Regions from separate parts of the Mus musculus genome. Here regions 2, 3, 4, 5, 6 and 7 are each linked to region 1. Evidence: chromatin contacts called from public HiChIP or PLAC-seq, Micro-C and promoter capture Hi-C data. All regions are on one chromosome and are shown on one strand. The core of a region is the stretch at or near the end of the contact, and the rest is flanking DNA. Distances in the headings are between cores, read along the strand shown. Region 1 holds the start of Herpud1 (homocysteine-inducible, endoplasmic reticulum stress-inducible, ubiquitin-like domain member 1). Region 2 holds the start of Dok4 (docking protein 4). Region 3 holds the start of Polr2c (polymerase (RNA) II (DNA directed) polypeptide C). Region 4 holds the start of Coq9 (coenzyme Q9). Region 5 holds the start of Cx3cl1 (chemokine (C-X3-C motif) ligand 1). Region 6 holds the start of Amfr (autocrine motility factor receptor). Region 7 holds the start of Arl2bp (ADP-ribosylation factor-like 2 binding protein).

Region 1 (3,395 bases), core at 243-2,742:
ACAGAGCCCTCCTAGCTGCCCTTTAGTTTCTGAAGATCTGCCTGCTTCTGCCTCCTGATGCAGGCCTTTATGTTGTAACACCACACTGGCCTCAGTGGTCTTCAACATAAAACCTGGGAAGGAAAGCAGCTGAGGTTCTGCGGCGTGTCCCTGGTGGACCACTGGCAAATGCCGCTGCGGTGAGGTGCAGGGTGTCCTCCAGAGAGACGCTGACGTCTCAGCCCCAGAATGTGATGGCATTTAGAAATATCTTTGTGAAAGATAATCGTTAAGATGAGGTCTTTAGCCACGACAATGCGAATGATACCCTTATAAAGGGGGCAGGGGAGAGACTGGACAGAGATACGCATAAAGATGATGCAGATACACTCACACCCGTGTATGTGCACGCACACAGGTGCACACCCGGAGAATGCCATGTGATCGGAAAGCTCGAGATTGGAAAAATACTCCCCAAAGCTAAGAAGTCCCAAGGACAGTTAGCAAACCTGCAGAACTTAGGAGAGTGGTACAGATTCTGCCCCCAAAGAAAGCAATGCTGCCCTAACCCCTGGTCGCAGACTTCCAGCCTCTACAGCTTCAAAATAAACTTCTGTTGCTCGAGCCTCCAGTTTACGACACTTTCTTATGGTTGTGTGACAAACTCACATAACCATCTCCCGAACAGGACTCTCCTATCACCTCTCTGACCTCTGTAAGCTCTGGACATGGCTGAAAACCCAGGTATCCCAACAGGATTGGGACAAAGATGGGCCGGAGCAATGCCAGTTTTGTTTTTCAAACTCAGAGGAAACACTGGAGCACTGCCTCTGGTCAGATTTCAGGTATCTGAGACCACTGCTGTGCTTGTCGCAACCCCAATTTAAAAGCAGCAGATGTTGTTAGTTCATAAATGATGACCCTTTCCAGTGTCTCCTAGAGGGTTTGTCAATCAAGAGGCACTTAGTGCCATTACTATAAGGGGTATGTTCCACACTTGATGCATCGTTAAATTTGCTGCAGGCACATTGGAAAGTGCCCGAATCCTTCATCCTCTCAGCTCAGAGCAACACAGGCCTGGTTTCTCTTCGCTTCTAAGGCCTGGTTAGTTCGTAAGGCTTCCCTGGATGCCAGGCTGCGCAGCCACCAGGGAAAATGCAAGCGGACAGACGTATGCCCAGGCGCCTGGGGTCAGAAAGGGCGGAGGGCCGCTTTGTGAGGGCACAATTTGCAGAGCCTGCTGATCTTGGGAGTCAGGCAGGCCGCCAGGCTCAGGCACCGCACGCATCCCGCGCTAAGGAGCCTGAACAGGACCAGCGCCCCAGAGGGCACCCTGACATGGCCGCCGAAGACCCGCTCCCGCGCCGCTGTCGGGACTCAGGATGACGCAACCACGGCGGGTTGCATCAGCCCGCACCCCCGCGCTTAGCCCGCCTCTCCGCCGCCTTTCTCCGGGCGCTGATTGGGCCACGTTGGACACTGACCTCTGTCTCAGCCAATGGATGGCAGCCACAGAGAGCGCTATCTGCGGAGCCCTGGCACGGGGCGCCCATAAAAGGTACCCGAGACGGGGGCGCGTGTCCCAAAGACGCCAAGTGTCGTTGTGTGGTCTCAGACGGCTGCGTCGCCGCCCGTTCGGCATCCCTGAGCGCAGTCGAGCCGCCAGCGACGCAGACATGGAGCCCGAGCCACAGCCCGAGCCGGTCACGCTGCTGGTGAAGAGTCCCAATCAGCGCCACCGCGACTTGGAGCTGAGTGGCGACCGCAGTTGGAGTGTGAGTCGCCTCAAGGCCCACCTGAGCCGAGTCTACCCCGAGCGCCCGGTGAGTGGGACCCCGGGGTGCCACGCCTGCAGGGTTGCCTGAACTCACCTGTCACACACCACAGGGCGCGAGTCTCCTTCCTGCCCAACCGTCTCCTGTGCCCCTCTGCTCGCCCTAGCGCTTGTCATCTCTTCTGGGCCTCCACCAGTCCGCGCTTGCCCTCTTCTAGCCCCTCATCTCTTCACCTCCCATTACACCTAACTCCCAAGGCTGTCACACATCTGCCCCACGTCCCTGTACCCTCTCCTCATCCTCCCAGGGAAACAGTAATTTGACCTTAATGAGTCATTTCCCCATCCGAGTCCCAGTGACCCTCCACAAACTACTAGGTGACTGACTGGGTGTTCCCAGTTCGGCTTGCATCTGATGGGTAGAAATAAGAAAAGTAAATGTTGCCAAACGAGACTTCTGGGTGTACCGAGGACAGACAGTATATGTGCCAGATTGGGCCATTGGCTAGAGGGTGGGGTGCGTGCCCAGTCACCAACTTCTGAAGGTCCCACGCCCATAGGCTAGACATGGCTCTTCTCCTGCAGCCTTCCGTTGACCGCCCCTCCCTGTCGCGCCGCACTTAGTCTCGGGGAGGAGCCCCCTTAACTTTCTAGCGAAGGATGACTGAGAAAGGAAGCCAGCAGCTGGAGTAGCCCTGAGTCTGATTTGACGACAACCGTGGGTCAGTTAGGAGACTTTCTTGTTCCGTGGGGTTCCCCACCCCTCCCCCTCCCCCTTTGGTTGACACATCTGTCAACAGCTCCCTAGCCCCGCCCACCCCTCCGGTCCCTGCCACGTGACGGAGGCTGTGCGCTGGACCTTCCTGTATTTACTTTGTTCTCTGATGTTATGTAAGTGTCCACGAGTACAGTTCTGGATCCGACAGGAGAGGGCAATCGGGTGGCTGCAGATGGGGACTTTGAACAGTGGCCTTAGAGCTCCAACCGGCAGTGGCGCGTGGGTTTCAGTTTGTTTTTGTTCCGAGTTGTCGGGAAAGTAAACAAGGCTTTTCCTTTTAGAATTGGCGAGGAACTTTATCACTTTGGGTGTAAGCGTCTAAGCCCCTGGAACTGGTCGGGGCAGTGTGTAGGATCTCCGTGGTTGTTTTCAAGAAACCAGGTGTTCTTGTTGGGAGGTGGCAGTTAGGTGCATAAATGATGCTCCTGTCGGGTCAGGTTGCATCATTTGTAAAAGCTGTTTTGAGGCCTGTTTTCCTCAGGTGAGGAACATTGGGCCCCTTGGATTTGAAGACCTAAGCTGGTAAATACCAGTAGGTCTCCTGGGTGTACAAATCTGTACCTTACAAAAATACCGGGAATGGACGCAGTGGTGCGCTTCTGTAATATGTCACTGGAGAGGCCAAAGCAGGAGGAGCATGTCTTGCAGACTGGGCTATACATAGTGTGAGTCTCTCAGTAATTAAAGAAGAAGGCATGTTCATGGTTTTTTTTTTTTTTTTTTTTTTCTGTAGTAGTACTTATCATTGGGTGATGATAAAAGTTTATAATAGTTATTTGCTTAACATTTTATTTTCAAATTGGCCTTCCAGGTGAGGACAGAGGGTCAGTTTGGTTTTTACCATTTGCTGGTGGTTGGCTTCAC
Region 2 (3,395 bases), core at 457-2,956, 490 kb after region 1:
ACTCATGGTCCCCAGCAATGTGGTCCAATGCCTCATACCACTGCTGTCTGTTCTCCCCTGGTACCCTGCCACCTCTCAGTACATAAAGCCTTCTCAGTAAAGTTCACTGCGCTTGCTTTTTCCTGCCTCTAACTAAACTCCCTCCCATGGTCTCAAGTATATTCCACTGCCTCATTTGGAGCTCCGCTGAAAATCTGCCTCCTCCTTCAGGCCCTCCTGACACCCTGGCCTTGCTAATTAGCTGTCTCTCAACATCCAGTGTTTCAGTCTGTCACATGTCACTATGAGATTTGATGTTCCCGGTTCCTTCATCTGTCACTTGGCCATGTAGGGACACCTACAATGACAGTTCCCAAGCCCCTTCTATCTAGCTATAGCTCCATCCCAGTGACCAGGACACTGATAAAGGACAGAGTGGATGCCAATCTAGGGAGGGACACTAATTATATCTAGCATTGTCCCCATCCTTTCAACACCATTATCAGCTCTGCTTCCAGAGAGTGTAAGCGGCAGCGGGCTCCCACTTCTCCACATCTCGGTGCCAACTGGCAAGACCAGCAAAGTCCAGGAGAACCAGCCGGGTCCGTGATCCACAGTTTGTTCAAAGCTGCCTCAGGGGACTTGTGCTGCTGCTGACACTGTCTGAGCCTGGCTAGGGGCCCCACCTTGGCTGGGGTTGTTGGATGAGGTCACATCCAGCCTGGTGCCCTGCCCAGGAATACCCAGCACCCAGGCACAGAGACTAGCAGCAGAGCGAGAGGGACACAGCTCCTGGGACCTACCTGGGATACCTACACAGCAGCCTGCATTTCTCCGAAAAGGGCCCTCAAAGAATGTGCAGGAAGCGCAGCCCCTGGAGGCTGTTGGAATGTGCTGGAGCTGACACCTGGCCCCTGGCTGCCCTGTCTTATCAAAGCCCTCCATCCAAGTGTCTGGCAATTGTTTTGCTCCCACCGCTCCACGCAGGCAGATTGCACAGAACTCCCGACTGCCCAAGGCTCCACTCCGGTCCTTATGCTGTGACAGATAGCTGTCTCCAAAAGAATGTGTACAGACTCCCAGAGCCAGAGGAGAAAGGTTTTAAGGCAGGAGGCTGCTAGCCCGGAGGACTGCAATGAATAGGAATGCCACTTGCAGGTCGGATAGGCAGTAAAAGGAAAGTGTCTCTTGGAATTTGGGGAGCAGGAAGGCGAGGAAGGCTGCTTCCGGGAAGAGGCTCAGGGAACCGGGGATCTGGGTTTCTCTGATGGGTTACATGGGGAATACAGGTGAGGTAAGACTCACACCTGCGCTTCCTAGAGATGGGAGCTGGTTGAGGACGGCTCAGGGAGTTTCAGGGTCTCGCTGGCTTCGAGAGGCGCGTCTGAGTCCTCCTTCCTTAAAGTAGGACGCTCCCATAGCTGGGAGAGCCCGCGGGCTCCGGAGGTGACCACAGGCGCCCCAGGATGAGAGTTGCGGGAGTCTCACGTCTCGGTGAGGCCTAGGGATCCCCCCCCCCCCCCGCGCTTCGTATTCCCCTATTTACCTAGGCGCCGAGGCCCGGGCCGGGGCGCTGGCTCCGCGGGACGCGGGGCGGGCTCATGCCCGCGTCTCGGCGCGGCCGGGAGGGGAAGGTAGGGTGGCGGCGCGCGGCTCTGGTTGTAAGCTAGAAGTGAAGCGCAGCCGCCAGCTCCGGATCCAGAGGAGACTCGGGAGGTAGCTGGTTCTGCTGATCCGCGACGCCACGCCCCTTGAGGCCACGCCCCGCGCCGCCCTGGCGCCGCGCCACGCCCCACCGCCACGCCCCCGCCCATCCCTGGCATCGTGCCACGCCCCTTCTCGGAGCCACGCCTCGTCCCGGAGTCCTGCCAAAGTCTTATTACTAGGACAGAAATTTCCGCCTGGCAGTCTAGCCCTCTGCTCACTTCTAGTACCCACCTCAGTCGCACCAGCTCCTCCCTGAGCTCTAAAACTCAAACCCACGTGGTCTTGCATCTGCTGGAGGCTGAACCCTATATCAACTCCCAGTCCTTGAACCTCACCTCCCAACATCAAGAGTCAGTACCCTGCTAGACATACACTTTGCTACCATCCAGTCCTGCTCAGTACCTGCCCCACTTCCCCAATCGCACACTCAGCTGCACTCTGTGAGAGATTAGCCTAATGCATGAAGGAATCAAGAACCCAGTACCCACGCATGTATATCCCCTGCCCCGTATCCTCCCAACCCTACCTCCCCACCCCCTCTGCCGGAACACTAGAGACTCAGCCTTGTCCAGCAAAGTAAAGGAGCCATTTTCTGTCCGCTTAAAATGTCCCAGGATTGTCACTAAAGTGTGTGTTAAGTGGAAGCCACGGGGCTATAGGACAGGAAATGGCTTTCTTCTTCCTGGATGCTAAACTGAACCTCCTGACCTTCCCATGACCTCCTGACCTTCCCATGCAGCTTCCAAACTTGACCCTCTGCTTTACTTCAAACAGCAGCTCATAAAGTCCTCAGCTCTCAAGCCCTCAGAGTGAACTGCTTTCATCCTGGGACACTGCTAGAGAAGCTGTATGGCCACAGAGAAAAAAAGAGAGTTTCAACAAAAAGAGGCCTCTTAGCCTGGCCTAGTAGTACTTGTCTATAATCCCATGCTGAGGCAGGAAGCTGATGAGTTCAAGGCCAGCCTTAGTGAGATCCTACTTAAGAAAGAAAGAAAAAGAGAGGGGGGGAGAAAGAAAGAAACAAAAAGAAAGAAAGAAAGAAAGAAAGAAAGAAAGAAAGAAAGAAAGAAAGAAAGAAAGAAAGAAGAAAAGAAAGAGAGAGAGAGAGGAGGGGGGAGGGAAGGAAGGAAGGAAGGAAGGAAGGAAGGAAGGAAGGAAGGAACCTTCTCTAGGTTCAATCCCCTGAACTGCAAATTAATTGTAATAATATAATGAAATTTAGAAGTATCATCTCTAAGTGGGATTCCTAAACTTCATTCTCTTTCAAAATTTTTACTCAATATCTACTTCTACCCACTGTGCTAATTCCCTTTTCTTTCTTTCTTTCTTTCTTTCTTTCTTTCTTTCTTTCTTTCTTTCTTTCTTTCTTCCTTCCTTCCTTCCTTCCTTCCTTTCTTTCTTTCTTTCTTTCTTTCTTTCTTTCTTCTTCTCCTCCTCTTCCTCTTTCTCCTCCTTTTTTTTTGACACAGGATTTCTCTAGCAGTCCTGGAACTGGATGTATAGACCAGGTTGGCCTTGACCTGCCTTCTTCTGCCTCCCAAGTGCCACCATACCCAAATTTGTATCTAATTTTTGGCTTTACACTTATAAATCTGTTTGTAGATCCACATGCGGGTGGATGGTCTGACACAGAGTCAATCTGAGTCCCTGATGTTTTCCTACCCTGAACGTTAGCAACTTGAAGTCACCATAGGGAGTTTCTATATCCG
Region 3 (3,395 bases), core at 526-3,025, 470 kb after region 1:
TGCTGTAGACCAGGCCCCCCTCTGTCAATGCTTTTCTCTCTCCCTCAGGAAGAAATGTGACTCCTTGTTACAGCAACTCTTTATTCTCTGGTAACTCTGCCCTCTAAATGTAGTTCCTTCAGGGTTCCGTTTAAGGGCCTCTTTTCTCTGTGTGAACAGCTGCCACTTTTTAGAGGCCCATTTAAACTCCTCAGCTGCAACTACACAGATCTGTAGAAGTGGAGAGCATTGTATCTACTTCAGAAGAACATCACACGATCAAGAGTAGAAGGGAAAGTGTGTATCGTCTAACACATATGGACATTGTTGAGTATACGTTGGGGACCTTTGAGGTGGCTCAGTGGGTAAGAGCACTTGCAGTCAGGCCTGGCATCCTTCCACACACGTGATGTATTGGTACCATTACATACATACACATATAAAATAGAAATACATTTAAAAAAAAATTTTAAAAAAAGCCAGGCGTGGTGGCACACACCTTTAATCCCAGCACTTGGGAGGCAGAGGCAGAGGCAGGCGGATTTCTGAGTTCGAGGCCAGCCTGGTCTACAAAGTGAGTTCCAGGACAGCCAGAGCTATACAGAGAAACCCTGTCTTGAAAAACAAAAACAAAAACAAACAAACAAAAAAACATGGGTTTTGTTTTTCTTGTGTATGCATTACAGTACTCTCTCTGACATTAGCTCGGATGTGGGTCTCTTGTTTGCTTCTTTGTGTGTTATCTAACTGTCCTGAGAGCATCCAGGGGATTCTTCTCTCCATCTTCCTACTCACAGGAGCCTAAGATTAGACTCTTGCATTACCATGCCTCTTTACAGGTGTTCTGAGAATTTGACCTTGTGTCCTTGCACATCAGGGTTTGGCTTCGCACCCTGGAACAAGTGACTGAGGTGCATATTTTACCCGTCAAAGCAGACCTGGCCTCCAGGTTCTCCCAGCATCCTTCAGTCCCCACCTGGCATGCTCTGCCTCCACCCTGAACTTTCCAGCCCAGAGGCTGGGCTGCCCTTCCCCAAGAGGTTCTTCCCTATAGAATCCAGACATTTTGCTCTTGCTCTCTGGATCGATCTATCTCCCTCCCCCTGCCCCAGGCCCTTTCTCTTCTCCCTCTCTGCCCTTCCCATGGCGGTTCCCCGGCCTCTGTTCTTAAGGCCAGTGAACTCACCTGAGAGCAGCTTCCCAATAAACCTGCCTTTTAATATATTCTAATCTGTCTTGAATTGGCTCATTTTACCAGCAGAGAAATAACCTATCAGTCGTCTTGCATGCTTGAGTCACCTCCCTAGCCATTTTGTTCATGTATAGATGTACAACTTTTTAATGGTTTTTTTTAAGGTTTCATTGTATTCCTATGTATTTTAAAAATTATTTTTATGTATAAGGATGTTTTGCTTGCATGTATATTTGTGCACCATGTGAATACCTGGTGCCCTCAGATACCAGGAGAGAGTTTCCTCAGAAACTGAAGCTAAAGATGTTAGGCATCATATGGGTGCTGGGAATACAATCCAAGTCTTACATAAGAACAGCCAGTGCTCTTATCCCCAATGCCGTATCTCCAGCCCCGTATGTAAGTTTAACCAAGTCTCTATCGATCATTGCCTAATGCGTTATTTTTAGCAGTTATAAATAACGTTGGCATGAATGACCCTGTACATTTAATTTTTGTGCTGTATATCTTGGGGATTTCAAGAGTATAGGACCAATGCATTTTGGCGCCGGTGTGGTTAGAAAACACAGGCCAGGAGAGTTCCGGCCTCCGGTCAGCAGGTGGCGCTGCGCCCGCGACTAGCCGGAAGCGCCGATTGCCCCGCCGACAAACTGCTGGTGGCCGCGCAGGCGCGCTGTGCGGCTGGCGCGGGAGCCTGGCGGAGGGTCGCGATGCCGTACGCCAACCAGCCAACAGTGCGGATCACGGAACTCACCGAAGAGAACGTCAAGTTCATTATCGAGAACACGGACCTGGCGTAAGGCGGCGAGGGGAGAGGCGGGCGGGCGGCCGGGTCCTCGAGCTCCTGACCCCGGGGCTGTGGCTTCGGGGCCGCTCACACCGCCTGTCTTTCCTCCTGTAGGGTGGCCAATTCCATTCGGAGGGTCTTCATCGCAGAGGTGCCCATAATAGGTAAGCGACCGTCCCTGGGAGCCCGTGCCGCCCACCCTCCGCCCGGGGTGGGGGCTGAGAACACTGCGGTGCTGTACGCTGGGCTGGGGCAGCCTAGGCCCGCCTTGGTGCGTGCCTTGCTCAGCTGCGGGTTTCCCAGTACTGTTCGTCTACCCCAAAGCAACAGAAATCAAAACCAAGCACTGTTAAACAGCGGAGGGCTGCAGCCTCCTCATCCGGGCGGTGTAGATGCTAGGCGTCGTTAGCAGGTGATGCAGCGATTGCCGAAGTAGTGTAGATGATGCGCTTTTGCTTTGACGTCAGTGTTCGCTACTGGCTGGTGTCTTTTGAACATATATGCTGATTTTACAAAATCATGGGCTTCGTTATGTAGTTTGAAATCTACACACACAGAGTGTACCTGGTCTCTCCCATCCTTCCAGATAGTACCCTGCTATACTTTCTTGTCGTCTCCCCCTATCTTTTTGAAAACCTTTATTTACATATATGTGTCTATCTCTGGGCTCGAGTACCGGAGTTCATGTGTAGAGGTCAGAGTACAGCTTGTAGGAGGGATTCTCTTCTCCCACCATATGGGGCCCAGGATTGAACTCCTTAAGGCTTGACAACAAAAAGTATCTTGCACATCTTGCAGGCTCCGAACTTTCTCTTTATTAAAGAGAGAAAGAGAAAAAGAGAGAGATTCCACATGAGAGAAAGCATGTGTTATAAAGATTTTCTAATTTTGTTTGTTTGTTTGTTTTTCAAGACAGGGTTTCTCTGTGTAGCCCTGGCTGTCCTGGAACTCACTTTGTAGACCAGGCTGGCCTGGAACTCAGAAATCTGCCTGCCTCTGCCTCTGCCTCCCAAGAGCTGGGATTAAAGGCGTGCACCACCACTGCCCGGCTTAAGATTTTCTTTAACAAACAACATACTTTTGTTCCTTATTGTTGAAGTGTGTGTGTGTGTGTGTGTGTGTGTGTGAGAGAGAGACAGACAGACAGACAGACTTCGGTTTTTTGTTTTTTTAAATCCATCCTGGTGTCTTTTTAAAAATGAATTTCTTATTTCTGCTGCATATGTAAATCATGTACGTTTTCAGTTAGAGACAAGACATGAGCAAACATAACAAGGCAAAATATGACACCTTCAGGAGAATCTGACCAGTTTTATCGTTTGTTTGTTTGTTTGTTTTGAGAGAGGAAGGAGGCCAAAAGGGAGTGGAGCGTTTGTAAACATGGACACTCGAGGTTTTCTGAGATGGGGAATTCCCACCAGGGGTCGGGGAATGGGA
Region 4 (3,395 bases), core at 563-3,062, 450 kb after region 1:
GGAGCTGTGACTCAGGGCTGTTTCACAACTAAAGAGGTGAAGTAGAAGTCAATGTCACATAACTGTCACATAACTGACCTTGTTTGTTAGACGCTCCTCCAACTGACACCATCAACCCATGGCTTTTTAAAAATGTTAATACCGGGTGAATATGCATTTGCTTTTAATACTAGTACTCTCCAGACAAAGGTAGGCAGATCTCTGGGAGTTTGAGGCTGGTCTGCTAAGTTACCAGCAGGCAGTAAGAGCAGTGCCTCTCCTCTGGGAGTAACTTCTGGAGGTGGGTTTATTTATCTTTAAGGCACCTAAGAACCATAATCTTAGGCTTGGGTCCCATTTAAGGTGGCAGAGAGGCTGGGGGTGACTCAGTGGTAGCAGGTCCAGCTGATTAGGGATAGGGTCACAGTTCAGTGGTATGTGCTTAACCTAGCATGACCTGGGTCCACTCTTCAATACCACAAAGCGAAACAAACACCAACCAATAGCCAAGAATGTCGGAGCCTTCGTGTAACCCTAGCTCTCTCGGGAGACTGGTGAAGGAGTTCTGAGGACAGTTTACGCTCCTCGGTGAAACTCTTCTCTCAAAAGCCATTCATTATCAGGGCTCTGGGAAGGGCGAGGCTGTGCTTTGCAAGCATAAGGAGTTTGAGCCCCAGAACCCACATAGAAAACCTTGGGTGTGGGCTACCAAGATGATTCAGTGGGTTAGGGGTGCTTGCTACAAAGCCTGACAACCTGAGTTTAACCCTCAGAACTCAAAGTGGAAGCAGACACTCCTCCCCAACACACACAGAATCTTTATATATGTGTGTATACATGCATACACATACATATATATACATACACATATATGTGTACATACATATAAGTATATATGTATGTGTGTGTATATATATTTCAAAAGCTCGTGTGGCAAAGTTTGTTATCCAGCCTTAACTGGTACGCTTCAGGCCAACTAGAGGCCCTGTCACAAAGAAGGTGGCCACAGTTTGATGAAACACCAAGTTGTCCTCTGGCCTCCACACACATGCGTATGCACCTATACATACATGTTCCCCCACCCCATGACCATGACACTAAACATACACCGTTTACTTCTAGCAAACATCAAGACTTCCCTGGTAGAGCAAGCGAGGCAGTCCGCTCTACTCTGAAGACCCGCAGCTTGGACTCAGGCACCGAGAAGCGAACTTCTCCCGACCTTGCAAATGGCTAGTGATCGCTAGGGACCACACCCCGGCACAGGGGCAACTCTCCAGGACAAAAGCCTGGGTGGCTCCTTCTATAAACAAGCATCCTAGGACATAAATGCCGGGCTCGAATGGACAACCTGTGGCTCCAGGTTCTCCCCACCTTTGGTGCTTTCCGCCAAGTGCCCTGGAGGAGACTCAAGGTCACCACCGATGGCTAGGAGTAAACTGACGGTCCCGATGCCAGCTCCGGGTTTCCACGCGGAAAAAGGCGGCGGACGAGCCCCGGCGTCCAGCACGCCGCGTGCAGGGCCCCGGCCGCCGCGGCCCCTCACCCCGGCTTCCCCAAGGGGTGACAATGACGGCGCCAGAAGCCGAAGCGAGAGCACGGGAGACCAGAGTGGCCCCTAGGAGGGCCGTTAAGCCCGCTCAGATGCTCGAGCGACCCCGAGCGTCCTCACCTTCCTCGTAGCCTGAAAACCCGCTCCGCGGACGCCGGCTTCTCGTCCTGGTCTCTCGCGAGAAGACGCCGCACAACACCTGAGTCCTAGTGAGCGGACGCGGCCCCACTGACGCGTGACGCTGCCCGGCGCGTCGCCGCCCTCAGCGTGCGTGCGTGCCCACTTCCAAGATGGCGGCGACAGCAGCCGTGTCTGGTGTCCTCGGCCGCTTGGGCTGGAGGCTCCTGCAGCTGCGGTGCCTGCCCGGTGAGGTGACAGCCAGCCGAGCCGGGGCGCGAGGGGGAAAAACGGGAAGAAGGCGCAGGGCGGATCTGGGCTTGGCGTGGGATGATAGAGGCTCTGGTCGGGGCTAGCAAGGTAAAGGGCATCGGCGTGGAGCCGCTGGAGTCGCGAGCTGGAAAAAGCCACTTAAGGGTTTCAGTCGCCGGACTTTGAGCTGTGAGGGGGCAAAAGCCGCGGGGCAGTCCTGTCACCCCGGTTCCCCAGAGGTAATGGAGCTTCAGAGAGGGCTCGGTGTGCCCAAGGTCACAGAGCTCGTCCGTTCCAAAGCGTTCTCCGTCGCCGTAGGCGCTGTGCCAGCCTCGCTGGAGAAACCGACCGAACAGCCACAGAGTCAGTTATTGCCACACCACGTCACTAAGCTGGTGACATTCGTCATTTGCTGCCATATGCCCCGTATTTTTATCTCCACAGTAATAGTAGACATTTACTTTTAGAAACTTTGTACATTGTCATTAAGTGGAAAAGCAAAAATCGCTGTCCGTATATAGAATCTTTCTGCACTGACACAGTGACAAAAAATATGCAACTAAAATCTCCATGAACCGCAGAGATCTCGCAACCATACTTTGGGGGCTCCTCACTTCAAATTTTCTGGGCCTATAGCAAATGCTGATGTTGTTAAGCATGCTGTTCTGTGTTTCTTTCCTTATTATTTTCAATGACTTCCTTTGTGGCATTTTTAGCTAGAGTTTCAGACGAAATATGTTTAACAAAAATAATGCAATGTGAGCCAACAAATCCAGTCATAGGGTATTTACCCATGAAATTGTGTCCACAAAAAGTTCAACTGTATTCCCGACAACTTTATATTAGGTGGGCCCTTAAAGCCCAAACATTCATCTTTTTTTCAATGTTATGCAAGCAGTTTACAACAGGTATCTCCGAAGTAACCGTCCCCTTTCTGAAGTATTTGAGATAAAGTCTCACTCTATATTTCTGGCTGACCTGGAACTCACTGTAATATAGACCAGACTGACCTGGAACTTAGAGAGATTGGCCTGGTCCTGCCTCCTGAGTGTTTTCTTTCTTTTTTTTTTTTTTTTAATCAGAGTTTACTTTTTTTTTTTTTTTTTTTTTTGGTTTATTTATTTATTATATGTAAGTACACTGTAGCTGTCTTCAGACGCACCAGAAGAGGGCATCAGATCTCTGTTACAGGTGGTTGTGAGCCACCATGTGGTTGCTGGGATTTGAACTTCGGACCTTTGGAAGAGCAGTCGGGTGCTCTTACCCCCTGAGCCATCTCACCAGCCCCCTGAGTGCTCTTAAAAGAGTGTGTCATCATGCTTTTCTTTTTTATTCCTTTTCTTTTTTCTTTTTTAAAAACTTGTTAGTCCTGCCTCAGCCTGAGTTATATAGGAAGTCTATGTCTCAAAATAATACGGGCTGGCCTTTTGATTTGTGTGTGTGTGTTTGTGTTTAAAGCAGATGAAGTTTAACAAAGATGTTCATGTAGGCTTGA
Region 5 (3,395 bases), core at 285-2,784, 390 kb after region 1:
CTTCTCTCTCCCTTTTCCTCTGGTCCCCCCCCCGCCCCTCCTTCTTATCCTATCTGCTGCACAGGCACAAAGAAACCTAGACTTCTGGGTTTTATTTCCCTGTTTGGTTTGGAGTTTTTGTTTTTGTTTTTGTTCTAGCCAGGCTGGAAGTCACTATGTAGCCCAGGCTAGACTTGAACTTTAGACGATCCTTCCTCCACCTCTTCAGTGCTGCAATTACAAACATGAGGTACCCTACCTGGCCCAGCCCTCCATTTTTATCACTTCTTATTAAGTCTCTCCAGCTGTAAAATGAGGCTTCCTGGCTTCTTATCTGGCCAGCTGAGGGCAGGTTCTCTGGGCCTCAGTGGATATTGATCCCTGCCAGGACAGCCACCCTCAACACTATCAGTACCCACACCAGGTGCTAGCCCTGCTACAATGTATAGCAGGAGAGAGCACGAGGTCTTCGGGGGCGGCAGCTGCAGCCTCTGCAGTCTGGACCAGGCTGGCTATGGTCCAACTGGCACCTTAGCCTAGGACAGTTTTCTACACAAACTGGTTTTTCCTTCTGGCTGGCAGCCCAAAAAGAGTAGCGCAATTCACTCCCAGCCCGAGGCTGGGGAGGCTCTGACTTTTCTAGACTCCCAGGATTGTACTCCCTGTCTTCCGGGAAGTCAGGTTGTGTGCAGTACCCAAGCTTTGCTGCTAGGTCTTGCCTGGTCTCATGGAGAAAGCTTCTGGAAGATCCGAGCCAGAAGCTGGGTTAGCCAGACTCTACAGTGGCAGAGCTACCCTGGAAGGAGGCAGGACCTCTCTAAGGCTCTGCATTAGGGTCCAAGAGGAGCCAAGAGACCCTTAGCTCCGAAGACAAGTTCGTGGCTGTGCTGTTTCGGGAGCTAGCAGAAGGCACAGCCAGCCCTGGATAGAGCAAAGGCTAGAGGGGCTACACAACAGCTAAGGAGGCCAGGAGGCCCATGTTCCCTCCATGTCCATGTCCTCAGCAGCCCTGGCTCTGCAGTCTTCTCCTCCGTGGTCTTGATAAGTTTATCGAGTGAAGCTCTGTGTGATTTGGAATGGTCTCTCCCTTCTCTGGGTCTCAGTTTCCCCACCTGTCCATAGAAGGCAGGACTGGATCTATGTTTCAGGAAACTGCTTGCCAGGTTCGGTGTTGAGTCCAGCAGATGCATAGGCTGAAATGTATCTGGGGATTTTAAGGGGTGATTGCTGGGGGTTCTGCATCGCATGGGCGAAAGACCCCATCTGCCCCCAGATCAAGAAAGAGCTTGGCAGATCCGGCCTGGCGGGGACCAGCGCTCTGCATGTCCCTGGCTCAGTGTCCGGCTTAGACAAGACCTAGGTTCTCCAGGGAAGGTAACCCTGCTAACCCACCAGGTTCCCATCGCGCCGCTCCCGCAGCGGAGCCCAGCGCAGGATTGCAACTGGTTCCCTGGCAACCTGGGAGGAATCCAGCCGCAGCTACAGGCTCTTCCTCTCCCCTCCCACCGCCTCCTACTGCGGGCGCCGGGGGCGGAGGCTGCCAGCCCATTATAAAAAGCAACCGAGACCAGCCGCGAGTGACTACTAGGAGCTGCGACACGGCCCAGCCTCCTGGCCCGCCGAATTCCTGCACTCCAGCCATGGCTCCCTCGCCGCTCGCGTGGCTGCTGCGCCTGGCCGCGTTCTTCCATTTGTGTACTCTGCTGCCGGGTGAGTGGGTCCCGGACCCTACCTCGGGGAGAAAGGAAGGGTATGCAGACTGCATCTCCCTGGGGAAAATAGGCCCCCGCGAGTCCCAGCCATCCCAGTGGCTTCTGGGGTGGGAGTCGGGGAGACACCTCGGAGGTGTCTGTGGGAGACAGAAGCTGTGTGGGGAGGAGAGCGAGGGCTGAGGGAAACCTGAGCAGGCTCCTGGCTGACGGACAAGAGGTGGTTCTTCCTACTGAGGTTAACTATAACCTGTATAAGCTCTGGCCCGGGGCCAGGGACTAGGTAGGACTTTCCCCTGCCCTGTCGCTCCAGGCCCCCAGAAATAGTTAAGGTCAAGGTCACTGCAGCTCATGGGGATGGAGCTTGTCTCTAGTACTGGCGTGCAGCTTGTCGTCTCTCTGCCTGTGTCTCCCCCATCATCCTTGCCACTTTCTCCAAACCCAGCTTAGAAAATATTTTGTCTCTACGGACTTGCTTCCTGGAGTCCACTACCTGGTAGTACAAGGTGTAGACATTCCTAGGGACATAGGAAAGATGGAGAGCTAGAGCTAGAGATCTGTTTGAGGATGCTCAGCCAGTATGCAGGGCAGGAGAGAGTGATGCCCAGGGACTTAAGGAAGGAGAGACCAACAGCCTTGCCCACCTTCTCTTTTGACCATTCCACCTCCTTTAACCTCTAGAGCTCCATCCTCAGGGAGGGCCGAGGCTATTTAGCCAGGCTAAATTAGCAGGTTGTCGCTCAGAGAAGGTGGCACTCTGCCTTAGGGCGCACTGTGAAACTGGAAAAAAATGAGAGCCAACCCCCAGCATCAAGGATATCTCCATGGAACTAAATCACCAGTGCCACAGGGAGCTGGGTGGGTGAGTGGGTGGGAGTGGGGGTGGTGGGATAAAATTGTGCCTGCCTTTCTGCTGTCTGAGCTCTGGCCCTCAAGCCTGAGATATTTGTAGACAGTGCGCACGGGGAAGTAGGAATCAGATGGAGGTTGCTTTGCCATCACCTCCCTGTGTGTCAATGGAGCAGGGTCTTGACTTCTCTGGTCCCAACTGCTGTAGCATTCACGCCTTACCGGTGAGAAAACTCCAGTGTCTAGGGAGGCATTTTGGAAAGTGCATGTGGTCATGGTGGTAGCTATCACTTTCCTAAGCTTATAGGGAAATCCTAGGCAAGGTTGAAAAGAAAACCCAGAATGTCTGATGCCTGAGGACCCTAATCGTGGTTGCTGGCTTTGCCAGGACACAGTGAGGATGGATGACTCAACCCCAGTGAACCTCAGTTTCTTCTCCCCTTGAATGAGGTATTCAGCTGGGTTCACCCTAGAGCTCCCTCAGCAAGGGGGGGGGGGTGTCTCAGGCTTTAGGGATGCTGCAGGCTGGTGCAGGGCATCTGCGTCAGTCCCCAAATGTGGGTCTGCAGGGCTGTGTCAGGCGAGCGAGCGAGCGCTCAGCGCTTTATGTAACAAACCTGCAAATGCAAGTTGGAGCAGGGAAGGCTGCTCTCCAGCACTGACGCATTCACTCCCACTCAAGTCTCAGCAAGAAAGAGAAAAAGAAAGAAAAAAAATATATCTGCTTTCAGCTGTTCCAGCCTGCTTCCCCCATCCTCAGTGGGGGTGGAGGGGGGCAGAGGCGGACAGCTCCAGTGTCAGTCAGATCGAGGGCCCTATGGATTTAATTAGAAGCTCCCCCCCCACACACACACACAC
Region 6 (3,395 bases), core at 498-2,997, 370 kb before region 1:
GAAAAAGAACATTCTTTAAAATGACAATTCTCAGAAACGCCAAAGGGAAGGCCTTAGATTAATGTTTTATGAAATGTTATTAACCTTGGAATTTGAACGTGGGTTTTGCAAGAAGAAACTTACGAAAAAAAAACATTAAACAATACTATTGGCTGTTCTAGTAATAGAATAATGGTTCCAGCTTAAAACAAGGTATCAACGACTACATACACTATAGTCTTCACCCTTGTCAAAAGCACTCCCAACATAATAATTCTAAGTTGTTTACCCTAAAGACGAACAGTTCATCTTTTCTTAGGAGTAGAGAAAGGGGAACTTTGCCCTTCACTGCCTTCTATGAAACTATGCACCAAAGGACCAGGAGGCGTCATCTGCAGCCCACGAAGTTCACAAATCCCGCTGCTTCCTGATGAAGCACAGTGGGAATAATTACAACAAATGAGTTGCATTATAGTTCTACAAACTTATAACATTAACCCCTCAGTCATTTACAGCCTTCTCTAGGCGCCGTGTGGGGAGATACGATCCCCACCAAGCCACAGGAAATCCAAGTGACAATTTTTTAAATCCGGGAGCAACTTTTCCTATTTCTGAGGGTTCATAGAAGAGGCACTCAAGTGCAAGGTGAGAGCAAAATTTTCTCAGATCTGCCCAGCCTAAAATGATGTAACAAACGAAGCCAGTACTTGTGGCATGTGGACATTGCTTATCTCGCACCGGCAGACAAACTAGAACCCTTGTTTCAAAATGGATCGCTAAACGGAGGAATCGCGTTCAAAGGAGGGGCTGCCACACCGACCCGAAAGTGTTTTGCTGCTTTCTGTCAAAAAGGGAACAGTCACAAACCATCGCGGGGGGTGGTTGGGGGTGAGATAAAAGGACGTAGCTGGTCTGTTTGCTTCGTTAAATAGCGCCCATCGGGACTAACGCATTGACAAATAGCACCATTTCGAAGTTGTCTGGCGAAGAGTAAAATGTCCCCCTAACTTCGGCCTTCTCTTCGTCGGCGAGCCGCCCCCAACAACGCCGAGCTAAACCGGACGTGTCGCGGCTTCTCACAGCCTCGGGTCGCCGCACCCCGCCGCCCTGGAGCCCGCGGGTCCGACCGCCCTTGCCTCGACTGTTCTCCCCGGCATCCCGACACCTTCTCTCCGCGGCCCGCCACGCTCGCAGCGCCGCTGGGCCTCGAGCCCCACGCGAGGGCCGCGGTCCCCGGGCCGAGGAGGCCGGGGTCAGGGCCCGGCCACGCCCCCCTGCGGATAATGGGTGACATGGCGGCTCCCGCCCGGCCGCCCGCCCCCGCGCCCGGCCCGCAGCCTCGCTCACCCACACGAACAGGCTGTCCGACAGCAGGTACTGGGCCACGTCGCGGGCCCGGGGGCCGCCGGCGGTCAGGCGCGCCTCGGGCTGCAGTGGGGCCGTTAGCGGCTCCGGCTCACCCGAGCCGTCCTCCGGCTGACTGAGGGCGCGGTAGGCGCTGACGATGGTGCCCAGCAAGGCCAGGCCGCTGAGGCCCGTGTAGGTGCGGAGGCTGGGCCACGGGAAGCGCTCGAGGAAGAGCAGCGGCATGGCGGCAGCGACGGGCTCCGGCCCCCGAGGCTTCCCGCGCTGCGGCCAGGCGCCTGCGGCGGCCTTGCGAAAGGCGCCCACGGGCTCTGGCGTCGCTGCCGCTGCCGCTGCCGCCGCCGCTGCGCCGGGCCGAGCCGGGCCGCTCCTAGCTGCTCGCGCCGCTCCGCCCCGCGCCGCTCCCGCTGCTGCCCCTGCCGGCGCGGAAGAGCCTCGGCGGACTCGGGGCGGGCCGCCGCCCCTAGCGGGACGCGGGCGGGACGGGCGCGGGGGCGCGGCCTTCGTCCCCCGCCCACAGCCGGCGCTCTGCAACCCCGAGAGCACAGGACCCGGCCTGGGGCCCCGCGTCCCGGCCCCCTGCAGCATCCTTGGCGACCCTGGGCCCACTGAAGCCACGAGCGCACCCGAGCCGGGCTCTGGGGTGAGCCTGGCCCGTAGGCAATGACGGCAGGCCTGTGTGCGTGGTCAGGCGGCAGGGTGAGGGTGCGGGACCCCTGCCCCTGGCCACTTGTCGCTTGTTCCTCCCCGCCAAAGCTGGTAAACCCGCCATCCCACCACCCTGTAGACTAGAGGCTTCCTTGGTGTCCTAAAGAAGCGACATGATGCTTAGGAAATAAGAGAAGCCTTGAGATAGAATATTTTTAAAACGGAGGAACCAATTTAACCAGAAATAAAAATCTGTTCCCTCTTAGCTACAAGTAAGAATGTCAAATGCTGCTTAGTTTCTTGGAAAATACCTGTTCCTAAAAGGTAAACCAAAGGGTGACCTTCGTCCTGGCAGTTACACTGCTTGTTAAGTAAACATCCAAGAGAAATGAAAACAGACACCCACACAAAGTCCCTACATTGAGGCTGACAGTAGCACTACTCCTAAAAACCAGAGAGGCAAACCTCGAATTATAGCGTTTGAAAATAAAGTACAGATAATGCTACAATATCAGAGAATGTTGACGATGTCTGAATCAAGCCACACACAGATATCTAAATTCTGTGTGACCACGCTGATAAGACAAATGCATGCAATGTAGAGTAGAAGGGGAGTTTGAAAGAACTGGAGGTGACAGCTAAAGAAGTGACAGGTTGGGGTACTAGTTTCCTGAAGTGAGAATTTCTAAAGTTGCTGTTATACAACTATGAATACACTCAAAGTCACTGAATTGTACACTATAAACAGCAGGTTATATCTATGTGAATTACATAAGATAACATAGGGTACAGTTTTTAATTATTATATCCCCGAGCCATGTGTTAGTGCCTATCCCAGAATGTAGCTCTGTAAACAGCTTTGAATTTTCCAAATTTTCTAATGTGGAGAAATTGTCTTTGTAGTATTTTTTCATGCCAAATATTTCTATAGATCTTTTAAATCTGAAAATTAACCACTGTTATAATTCTTAAAAACATCTCATCATGAGTCTTTGTACAATATAGTTCCCTTTGGTTCGTTCCCAGTCATTTGCAACATGGCTTGTGAGATGAACCATTTGCTACAAACTGGAGTTTGATTCTCATAACTCCCCCAAGTTGTCCTCGGACTTCCATATCTGTGTCTCCCCCACACATAACTAAATGTAAAAATAAAATACCAAGCCGGAACACTATTGTCCAAATAATGGAAATCTTTATTCTGAAAAAAACTTGGGTGGTAATTTTCCAGAGAGATTTTTACAAGGTCAGATCTGAGTCACGATGATTTTTAAACCATTCATTTGTGATGCACACTCAATGTAAGCTACAACCCAGCAGTATTAGATACCAAACTTGTCCTTTCATATTGATGATAACAAAGCTGCCTTCTTTCATCTCAGAAGCGTGGGCTCTCTGAAAAT
Region 7 (3,395 bases), core at 396-2,895, 280 kb after region 1:
ATGGAAAAAAGATATCCTTGCCAAGACCTTCCCAAAATGCAGATTAATAAGTAAATGAAATGTTTTAGTTCACTAGGTTTCTTGAGAGAGGAGTTGTAAAGAGCAATAGGTAACTAGTGGAGACAAATTTTTCATTCCTTTTCTCCGTGGATCCATGATTTGGAATCAGCAGGCAGTTCATGTATGTATTCAAAAGTAAATAGGATATAGAAAAAGGATCTAATAGGATCTTAGTTGTCTGCTCTGAGCTGTCTTACCAGTGCTCAATGGAACAGAATTTTTAGATGCTTGTCCTAGTTTGCTTATCAGAGCTGTGACAAAACACTAATCAAAACCAATTTGTGAGAAGAAAGGGTTTATTTTGTTTCCACTTCCATGCAACAGTCCATAACTGAGGGAAGTTGAGATAGGAACCTGAAGGCAGGAACTGAAGTAGATAAAGAAATGCTGTTAACTGGTTTGTTCTCCATAGCATGCTGAGCTTCCTTACATAGATCCTACACCTGCCCAGATATGGCACCACCCACAGAGGACTGGGCCTTCCCTCAGTCATTAAAATAATCCACATTCAAAACCAGGAGGTGATGGCACATGGCCTTTAATCCAAGTGCTTGGAAGGCAGAGGCAGGTGAGTCTCGAGTTCAAGGCCAGCTTGATCTACAGAGTGAGTTCCAGGACAGCCAGGGCAACACAGAGAAACCCTGTCTTGATGAAAAAAGACAGACACACACAAAATCAACTTCTTTCCAGGTCACTCAGGTCAAGCTGACAAAAAACCTACCAGCACGCCTGTCTTCAGCTTGACCAGGATACTCTGATCTTCCAGTGTCTTTGAAATCATCTTGGTTCCTGATGCTGTTAAGATAGATCCATGGATACACATTTTATGTCCATTCCAAAATGATTCAGATTGGCCACGTAACCCTAATTCATACCATAAATTTTCTAGTTATGTACTACACATTTGGCTAAAAGGTATCAGACCACCAAAGAGGCATGCTTAAAAAGGGGGCGGGGGGGGGGGGCGATCCCAGGAAACCTTTCTTCATGGTGTGGCAGTTTTAGAGGGGACTTTCTCCAAAGCAGTTATTCAATTTCTGATTACATCTCTCTCAGTGGTTGTCAACATTTTTGTGCTGCATAATTACCCAAGGAACCACTTACTGCCTAATAATTGTTTACGGGTTTGGTGCGAGTAAGCTGGCAGCAAACTCACTATGTAGCTGAGCAGGTCTTGAATGCCTTAAACCTCCACCTTCCAAGTGCTGGGACTACAGACGCATGCCACAACGCACTGCTTTTGATTTGAAGATCACAAATTAAGTTACAAGTCATCCACTTAATGCCGTGGACCCTTCCATACTTCCAAGAAGTAACTCTCTAGTAAATCAGACGTCTGCATTATCTAGGACAAACTATGAGAGTGGCTTTCGAGCAATTTGGCTATTTCTAGCGCTCTTAAAACACGGTTTCAACTACCTGATCTTTACAATTCCTAAATTGAAAATGAAGAAACCGAGGCTCTTGGCTCCAATTCTTTCATCCAGAAAAAAAAAAAAAAAGTCTACTGCCACCATTTTTTGCAGTCTTCTGCGTGAGACCGGGAACCTGAGGCTGTGATTGGCTGCTGGAACCGCGGGTAACCATAGTGACAGGAGGCGGGGCTGCGAGCTCCGTCTGCCCTAACACACCGGCGGGGTAGCCCCGCGAGAGGCCGGCGGGCGCTGGGCCCAGCCAGGAGCCGCAGCCCCGTCCTCGCGCGATCGCCGGGCGGGGCGTGGGTGCGGCCTTCTGCGGGCCCTTGATGCAGTTGAGGCCGCGCGGGTCAGAGAGGATCCCGGCCCGGCGGCGGGCGCGGTAGGAAGCGGCAGGGCCCCGGGCCCGGGCCGGTGACTGCGGCGCCCCTACGATGGACGCCCTAGAAGAAGAGAGCTTCGCGCTGTCCTTGTAAGTGAAGCGGCCAGGGTCTGCTCGACCTCGGCCTGCGGACGTCCTCTGGGTTGCGGGCTGGCCGGTCGAGGCTCCGCTCTAGCGGGGCGTTTTCTTCCCGTGGCCACCACGGGCATATGTCACAGATAACCAGCGCTTCCATCACAATCCTCTGGCCTCAATCGTGGCCGTCAGCAAAAACCCAGAGGCCTTGAGCTGCCCAGGCTGGCGGCGGCCTCACCGCCTGTCTAAAGCCACTCCTGACCAGTTACCCCCTAGGCCGGTGCCACTCCCGCGTGCGGTCACATTCACCAGCAGATAGGTGTGGCGTTAAGAGCCAGGATGCGGTGAGTAAATCCTGCGGGTAATAAACGCGGAAGTATGAAGTTGTGCCGCACCAGCCTCAGCTACCCAAATTGTTGGCTGCTTTTGTGATTGTCATACCGGTTTTCGTCACGAGTGTTTTCCTGTGTTTGTAATTTCTGTACTAGACAATAATCCTTGATTGGTGAAACTGAGTGATGGGAGGATCATCTTGCTATTATTTTTATGCACGTTGGGAATCTTACATTTTAAAAAATGCTAGTGGGCTTTGTTGTGATTGCCTGGTGTGTGCAAGGCCTTGGGTTCAATGCCCTTACCCACAGAAAACACAAGTTCAGCTCGAAAAATAATTATTTGGACCGGCACCTAATCCTGATGTGTTTTTTCAGCTCCTCCGCCTCTGATGCAGAATTTGATGCTGTGGTTGGATGTTTAGAGGACATTATTATGGGTAAGTTTCGACACTACTAAGTGACTTGTGCCCCTCTAGTTCCTATGGTCAATTCCTTGATTTAAATCAAGTAGACCCTTGCTTTACAACAATTTTTTAATGTATTCATTTACATATGTGATGGATCGTGGGTGGGGTTGTTGCCAGGAGACTATGGCTATGTGGAGCTCAGAGGACAACTTTGTGGAGTTGGTTCTCTCCTTCCACCTTCATGTGAGTTCTGAGGGTTGATCTCGGGTCACCCGTCTTACACAGCAGTGCCTTCAGCCCCCAAGCCATCTCAACACCCCAAACCTCTGCTTATAAGGGCATGCAGAGAAATAAATGTGAAGAGTTGATTTTCAAAACACAAAACACTGAAATTTTAACACACCGCACAATGTAATAGTAAGCAAGCCATACTGAGTTTTGTTGTCTTTATAAACAATCTGTGGGTCAGCAAGATGGCTTAGTGTGGGTAGTGGCACTCGCCCACAAGCCTGACAACCTTAGTTTAATCCCCAGGGTCCACAAGGTGGTACTGGCTCCCTAAAGTTGTCTTCAGACTTCCATACACAGGCTGTAGCAGGCATGCGCCTACTTGAAAACAAAATAAGTAAAATTATAATTTAAAGAAGAAAGAACCCAAAACCTAGTATGTGGCACACCTCTATAGTCTCAGCACAGGTGGGTAGAGGCAAGAAGATAGGAG

What was found. Promoter capture Hi-C pulls out the DNA fragments that hold promoters and counts their contacts. Hi-C and Micro-C count contacts between places; a contact is called where the count stands out from the background. HiChIP or PLAC-seq counts read pairs in DNA pulled down with a chosen protein or histone mark.
Region 2: a Micro-C map of embryonic stem cells shows a contact between it and region 1, with 2.6 times the contacts expected there. The contact joins the promoter of Dok4 here to the promoter of Herpud1 in region 1. A contact is called at or near these places in 1 of 484 Hi-C or Micro-C datasets (embryonic stem cells) and 1 of 115 datasets of contacts at active chromatin or transcription factors (pancreatic cancer cells).
Region 3: a contact with region 1 is called in a promoter capture Hi-C map of pre-B cells, with 4 times the contacts expected there. The contact joins the promoter of Polr2c here to the promoter of Herpud1 in region 1. A contact is called at or near these places in 5 of 39 promoter capture datasets (cranial neural crest, hippocampal neurons, liver and 2 more), 1 of 115 datasets of contacts at active chromatin or transcription factors (memory CD8 T cells) and 2 of 9 other capture datasets (liver and macrophages).
Region 4: a Micro-C map of embryonic stem cells shows a contact between it and region 1, with 5 times the contacts expected there. The contact joins the promoter of Coq9 here to the promoter of Herpud1 in region 1. A contact is called at or near these places in 6 of 39 promoter capture datasets (erythroid cells, hematopoietic stem and progenitor cells, hippocampal neurons and 3 more), 2 of 484 Hi-C or Micro-C datasets (embryonic stem cells and uterus), 4 of 115 datasets of contacts at active chromatin or transcription factors (memory CD8 T cells, microglia, pancreatic cancer cells and 1 more) and 2 of 9 other capture datasets (adipose tissue and liver).
Region 5: a contact with region 1 is called in a promoter capture Hi-C map of hippocampal neurons, with 2.8 times the contacts expected there. The contact joins the promoter of Cx3cl1 here to the promoter of Herpud1 in region 1. A contact is called at or near these places in 3 of 39 promoter capture datasets (embryonic stem cells, hippocampal neurons and stem cell-derived epiblast-like cells), 1 of 484 Hi-C or Micro-C datasets (embryonic stem cells) and 3 of 115 datasets of contacts at active chromatin or transcription factors (embryonic stem cells, extraembryonic endoderm stem cells and pancreatic cancer cells).
Region 6: a Micro-C map of embryonic stem cells shows a contact between it and region 1, with 2.9 times the contacts expected there. The contact joins the promoter of Amfr here to the promoter of Herpud1 in region 1. A contact is called at or near these places in 1 of 39 promoter capture datasets (liver), 1 of 484 Hi-C or Micro-C datasets (embryonic stem cells), 1 of 115 datasets of contacts at active chromatin or transcription factors (pancreatic cancer cells) and 1 of 9 other capture datasets (pancreatic islet).
Region 7: an H3K27ac HiChIP or PLAC-seq map of extraembryonic endoderm stem cells shows a contact between it and region 1. The contact joins the promoter of Arl2bp here to the promoter of Herpud1 in region 1. A contact is called at or near these places in 9 of 39 promoter capture datasets (the 3T3-L1 cell line, embryonic stem cells, hippocampal neurons and 3 more), 5 of 484 Hi-C or Micro-C datasets (embryonic stem cells and nephron progenitors), 9 of 115 datasets of contacts at active chromatin or transcription factors (the NIH/3T3 cell line, bone marrow-derived macrophages, embryonic stem cells and 5 more) and 3 of 9 other capture datasets (adipose tissue, liver and pancreatic islet).

Annotation. Positions count from the first base shown.
Region 1 is chr8:94,384,937-94,388,331 of GRCm38.p6, forward strand. Herpud1 (homocysteine-inducible, endoplasmic reticulum stress-inducible, ubiquitin-like domain member 1) reads left to right here and starts at 1,493. Exons shown (of 8, transcript NM_022331.2): 1 at 1,493-1,802. The coding sequence starts at 1,656.
Region 2 is chr8:94,874,606-94,878,000 of GRCm38.p6, forward strand. Dok4 (docking protein 4) reads right to left here and starts at 1,707. Exons shown (of 9, transcript NM_053246.3): 1 at 1,526-1,707.
Region 3 is chr8:94,855,675-94,859,069 of GRCm38.p6, forward strand. Polr2c (polymerase (RNA) II (DNA directed) polypeptide C) reads left to right here and starts at 1,776. Exons shown (of 9, transcript NM_009090.5): 1 at 1,776-1,967; 2 at 2,073-2,122. The coding sequence starts at 1,882.
Region 4 is chr8:94,836,601-94,839,995 of GRCm38.p6, forward strand. Coq9 (coenzyme Q9) reads left to right here and starts at 1,813. Exons shown (of 9, transcript NM_026452.3): 1 at 1,813-1,897. The coding sequence starts at 1,822. It overlaps Ciapin1 (cytokine induced apoptosis inhibitor 1), which reads right to left and starts at 1,740. Exons shown (of 9, transcript NM_134141.4): 1 at 1,652-1,740.
Region 5 is chr8:94,770,646-94,774,040 of GRCm38.p6, forward strand. It overlaps Cx3cl1 (chemokine (C-X3-C motif) ligand 1), which reads left to right and starts at 1,535. Exons shown (of 3, transcript NM_009142.3): 1 at 1,535-1,689. The coding sequence starts at 1,620.
Region 6 is chr8:94,010,893-94,014,287 of GRCm38.p6, forward strand. Amfr (autocrine motility factor receptor) reads right to left here and starts at 1,748. Exons shown (of 14, transcript NM_011787.2): 1 at 1,327-1,748. The coding sequence starts at 1,569.
Region 7 is chr8:94,664,955-94,668,349 of GRCm38.p6, forward strand. It overlaps Arl2bp (ADP-ribosylation factor-like 2 binding protein), which reads left to right and starts at 1,646. Exons shown (of 6, transcript NM_024191.2): 1 at 1,646-1,947; 2 at 2,643-2,704. The coding sequence starts at 1,910.